Linked DNA regions of Mus musculus: region 2 is linked to region 1. The links are chromatin contacts, called in public HiChIP or PLAC-seq maps. All regions are on one chromosome and are shown on one strand. Each heading gives the region's core, a stretch centred on a gene start, on an enhancer-like site or on the middle of the called end of the contact. The rest is flanking DNA. Distances are from core to core; before and after follow the strand shown. Region 1 has its middle 11 kb from the start of n-TGgcc1. Region 2 overlaps Trnp1 (TMF1-regulated nuclear protein 1).

What was found. HiChIP or PLAC-seq counts read pairs in DNA pulled down with a chosen protein or histone mark.
Region 2: an HNF4G HiChIP or PLAC-seq map of pancreatic cancer cells shows a contact between it and region 1. The contact joins two enhancer-like sites. A contact is called at or near these places in 1 of 115 datasets of contacts at active chromatin or transcription factors (pancreatic cancer cells) and 1 of 9 other capture datasets (liver).

What each region holds. Positions count from the first base shown.
Region 1 is chr4:133,102,584-133,105,283 of GRCm38.p6, forward strand. No RefSeq gene overlaps it. Among named protein-coding and RNA genes, the nearest start is that of n-TGgcc1, 11 kb to the right of the region's middle. Within about 2 kb of position 1,273, at least 69 of the 459 cell types and tissues checked have an H3K27ac peak or open chromatin away from gene starts, as enhancers often do. A contact at or near this core is called in pancreatic cancer cells, where this site is marked.
Region 2 is chr4:133,493,244-133,495,943 of GRCm38.p6, forward strand. All of the region lies in intron 1 of Trnp1 (TMF1-regulated nuclear protein 1), which reads right to left. Among named protein-coding and RNA genes, the nearest start is that of Trnp1, 4.0 kb to the right of the region's middle. Within about 2 kb of position 1,403, at least 71 of the 459 cell types and tissues checked have an H3K27ac peak or open chromatin away from gene starts, as enhancers often do. A contact at or near this core is called in pancreatic cancer cells, where this site is marked.

The DNA of each region.
Region 1 (2,700 bases), core at 23-2,522:
ATTTTTTGGCACAGGGTTGGTTGCTCACTGAGCCTGGAGTTTACCAGTTCAAGTCCCGGGGTGCCTCCCATCTTCATTTTTCTCGAGATTATAGACTCATTTTGCTCCTTGTGTGGCAAGCATTTTGTCAATTGAACCATCTCCCCACATCCCACCTTTAAATTATTTATCTATGTGTGTGTGTGTGTGCCTGTATGAGTTTGTGTGCCCACAGACACCAGAGGAGAGGGGTATCAGATGCCTCGGAGCAGGAGTTAAGGGAGTTGTGAGCTGCCCAAAATGAGTGCTGGGAGCTGAACGGGGTCCATCCCAAGAGCACTCAGTGCTCTTACATGCTGAGCCATCTCTGCAGCCCCCATTGTTTATTTATTTAGGCATGCTCTCATTATGTATTCCTAGCAGGCCTGGTGCTGCCTACATGGACCAGGATTGCCTCAAACTTATAAACATCTGCCCTGCCTCTGCCTCCCAGATACTGGAACTTAAAGGTGTATGATCCACCTGTCTCTGCCTCCTCAGTGCCAGGAGTAAAGGCCTGTGCTACCACGTCTGGCTTGGCAAGTTAGTTGTTGTTGTTAGATTTATTAATTTGTGTGTGTGTGTGTGTGTGTGTATGTGTGTAGATGTATATCACATACGTGCAGGTGCCCAAGGAGACCAGAAAATGGTGTCAGATCCCCTGGAGCTGACGTGACATTCCCTTGTGAGATGATATAGGAACCGAACTCAAGTACTCTGGAAGAACACAGTATGGCACTCACCTCTAGAGCTATGGAACCCGTTTGGCTTTAATTATATATGTAGCTGGGGCTAGCCTTGAACTTCTGATCCTCCTACCTCCATCTTCTGAGTGCTGGCATTACTGGTGTACACCACCATGCTCAGCTTACGTGGTGCTGGGGATCAAACCCAGGGCTTCAACAGGTTAGGGAAGCGTGCTACCAATCGGCTGCTCCCATAAGGCTGAGGACATTTTGAACGACAGATCCTAATATGGTCCCACCAGTGGGCAGAGAGAGACATTCAAGAGAGTGTGTGCCAGGCCCTTTTGGCCTCCTCGGCTTCCTCTCCCGCCTGCCAACCCCTCCTTCACACTTGCTATCTTGGTTAAGGCCAGGGCTTATCCAAGCGAGGAGGGAAAACAACCAAACCTGAGTTATCATCCCCTCGCCCTTCTCCCCAGCGCTGGCTCGCCTCTCCCCTGCAGCCACTGCAGACCTCACCACACCTGTCTCCAACAGGCTCGACCAATCATTTCTTGAATCATAGATCAGGTACCCTGAGTGCCAGGCACTGAGCCACAGCCGGTTTTGTGGATACAACAAAAGGCCAGAGTCCATCCAGTCAGAAAGGCTACAAATCGGTAGGAGTGGGTGGGGGGCGTGGCTAACCTAGATGGGGGGGGGGGTGTCTAGCCGCATTCCAGGAGGACCAGCTGCTCAGTGGGGACCTGAAGGACAAGGAAGTAGCCAAGTATTGGGGCGGGGGGGGGGGAGGTCGATGTTCCAGGCAGAGGAACAAGTCCACACTTGGGAAGGCAGGAAGTAGGAAGGGTCAGAGCTGAACCAGAGGTTGGCGTTGGGGGGTGGGGGTGGGGGGTGTGCTCCCACCCGGAGTATGCTCACATCTTCTCCCCAGCATACCCTTCAGCCTCGCCCTTCCGGTTCACTCTCCCTGCCGCAGTTAGCATTGGCTTTCTAAAACTGGCAGAATTCTACTCTGCATCCACAATCCTTCAAAGTATGAGCTTGGTAACACGGCCCTTGAAACACTCCAAAGGCCCTTCAGCCCACTGCCATTCCACTCGCTCCTCCCAGCCAGCTTCAGTCCGCCACACCCAAACAGGTCATTTTCTTTGTCTCTGGGCCTTAGGCTAGGTTGTACATTCCTCCCAGAACGGCCCCCTCCACTTATCCTTAAAGGCCGGATACGGATGCCCTCTCCCCCAGGAAGCCTTCCTGATCCTCCTGTTTCTCCTCTCAGCCCTCATACAACAAATTGCAGTTCTGTGCCCTGACTAGAGGAGATCTGGGTCTCAGCAGCTGCTTCAGTGCTTCCCTGTCTGTCGTGTGCTGCTGCTGCTGCTGCTGCTGCTGCTGCTGCTGCTGCTGCTGCTTCTCCTTCTTCTTCTCCTTCTTCTTCTTCTTCTTCTTCTTCTTCTTCTTCTTCTTCTTCTTCTTCTTCTTCTTCTTCTTCTTCTTCTTCTTCTTCTTCTTCTTCTTCTTCTTCTTCTTCTTCTTCTTCTTCTTCTTCTTCTTCTACACCGTAGCTGTCTGCAGACACACCAGAAGAGGGCATCAGATCCCATTACAGATGGTTGTGAGCCACCATGTGGTTGCTGGGAATTGAACTCAGGACCTCTGGAAGAGCAGTCGGTACTCTTAACTGCTGAGCCGTCTCTCCAGTCCAGTCATGATCTTAAATTTTTTTTTTAATTTATTTTTATTTTGTGTGCATTGGTCTTACGTCCAAGTATGTCTATGTGAAGGTCTCAGATCCCCTGGAACTGGAGTTCCAGACAGATATGAGCCACCGTTGGGTGCTGGGAGTTGAACCCTGGTCCTGTGGAAGAGCACTCCATGTGTAAACACTGAGCCGTCTCTTCAGTCCCCCTCCCCACTGATCTTATTTAATTTTTCCAGCTCAGCTTGTGAGGCCGGAGAGCTGGCTCAGCAGTTAAGAGCAATGACTGGGGCTGGA
Region 2 (2,700 bases), core at 153-2,652, 390 kb after region 1:
CTTCCTCTCTCTCTCTCTCTCTCTCTCTCTCTCTCTCTCTCTCTCTCTCTCTTTCTTCAAGGCCAGGTGGTGGTGATGCACACCTTTAATGCCAGCGCCTCTCCTGCCATCCAAAGCTCTCTGCTCTCTTGGCAGCAAACATTCCTGTCCAGGTCTTCAGGGAGGGGAGACAGCCAGAGGCAAGCCTCAGCCCCACATGCAGCCCTAAACACCTTTGGCCCACCCTAGCCATAAGCCAGGTATGCTGAATCAGCTTGACTCAACACCAGAACCCAGACAAACTGGCAAGGGTGTGTCCAGTTCTGGGGAAGGGGGGCCGACACAAGACACACTTTGCCACCCACCCACCCCCAGCATTTCATACTTCCCTTCCCAGGACCTGATTCCTTTAAAGCAATCCCCCCAAATAGTACTGTCATTAGCCCACTGAACTACAGTTATAGAATTACAGGTTCTACACCTTTAAGGAAGCCATGTACCCACCTCAGCAGACTTGAAGGGGATTAGAAAGAATGTGAATGGAAAATGGATGTAGACTACCTAGCATGGTGCCTGCTGTAAGGGAAATAGTTAATCTAGAACTCAGAACTAAGGGCTTTCGACTTGCCAGGGTGTAGTCGGAGAATAATGGAAGAACTGGGCTGGGGATTTCCCAGCTATCCTAAGTACTTCCTCCCCCCCCCCCCCCCCCCCCCGCCTCCGCCACCCCCCACCTGGAGTCTCCTCTGCTGCTGAGACGCCAGTACACCCAGGACTCTGCCCACTGAAGGTCTGGAACACCTTAGCCTGGACCAGTCACTTCAGCCTAATCTCTAGGAGGCCACCTTGGTCGTTAGGTGGTGGCAGGACCCGTTGCTGTCGTCAGTGGAACAAATCTGTGAATGCAGAACTGGCTCTCGGTGGAAGCCCAGTTCAAGCAAGTCTTTCCTACTAGGCTCTCTCCGGCGCCTCTCCTAGAGTTTCGCACCCAGGGATAATGGATACAGTTCAGGATCCCAGCCCAGCCCAGCCAAGCTGAAAGCCGGCACTGAAATCACGCCTTTATTAATGGGCCGGGGAAACCACCGCCACCGCTTCTTCTGCCGACTTGTTTGTTTGGTTGGTTGGTTGGTTGGTTGGTTTGGTTTGGTTTTCCGACATTTCTCTATGTAGCCCTGGTTATCCTGAAACTCATTCTGTAGACTCAGCTGGCCTCAAGATCCACCTGCCTTTGCCGCCGCTGCCTCTCGAGTGCCGGGATTAAAGGCCTGCGCCACCACCTCCCGGTTATTCTGCAGACTCTCATATTCCAAAGCCATTGAAAGCCCCAGAACCACAAACAAGAATGACTGAGGACCGGGTCACCAGGAACTAAAAGCGTCCCAGGTCCCGCCCCCAACTCTCACGAAGCAGCTCCACACTGCCCTCTGGTGGCACAACCAAGCTGCTGGGCCCAGCCAAAGAGAGCAAAAGGGCTTGGTCGTCTCCTATCTCTTAACCCGATTCACTGGTTGACATAGTGTCCTCAATGCACAGATCCCAAGGGTCCCTGACCTTGCCCCATCTGCAGGCTAGGGGCCATCAAGAAAGTTTTCAGCCAGAGCTACACAGTGAGTCCCTGTTTTGTTTTGTTTTGTTTTGTTTTTTAAGTTCAAGAAGTCACGTGGGAAGACTGCTTTCTGCTCAGGGCTAGAGTAATATTAGCCAAGTGCTACAACATAATTTCCAGAGGCTGGGATGTGGTTCAATTGCTAGAGTGCTTGCCCCGCATGCACCAGACCCTGGGTCCAACATTAGCACAGTATGGTGGGGGTGCGCATCTGAAACCCCATCACTTTGGAGGTAGTGGCAAGAGAACACAGTTCCCTGTTGGGACCAGACAGGTAGTTCAGGTGAAGGTGCCTGCCACCAGGCCTGACCACGTGAGCTCAATTTGGGACTCCCTTGGTAGAAAAGAGAATGTACTCCTTCCTGTAAGTTTTCCTCTGATCTCAACACATCACTGTGGCAAATGCCTGCCCCACCCCAATACACACACTCCTGTATGCATACATTCATAAATAATTAATGTTTTTTAAAAGGTTCAAGGTTATTCCCAGCTCTCTATGGAGGTTAAGGCAAGCCTGTCTCAAAAAATTAAAATTAAAATAACCTGAGCCCCCATTAGGTCTCCTGGGATGGTGACACCCAGGGAGCTACCTGGAAGAGAACTGGAAGGCAAGCCTTAGAAGCAAAGACCCTCTGCTGTATGCTACCTCCCGAAACCCCTGGAGTAAGTGGTGATCGGTGTCTGTTAGTTAGGAGAGAATGGAACAGGCCCAGGAATGCTACACAGGATCCTAGGAGGACTTTTGACTTTTCATTGGTTGAGAAGGTTGATGGCCTGAGATTCAAGTCATTGAGCTGTGTGCCCTGGCACAGACTTTTTTTTTTTTTTTTTTTTTTTTTTGTCGAGGGAACAGCCTGGCTTCTTGAAGAGGAGGGAGGGGCCAGAACTGCCTGTACCCCCCACCTACCCACCCACCCGTCTCCAGCAGGTATCATCTCTAACTCTTCATGTGTCCACCCACGCCACTTCTGAATCAGGTCAAAGCTGATTACAATAAACCCCAGAGAAAGTCCTGACGGTGGTGACAGAAAGCACTCTATGCCATTAGCTAAAAAGCTCCTTCGGATCAAGGGCTTCAGCCCTGCAAACCAGAAACCCGTGGTCCTGGCGGC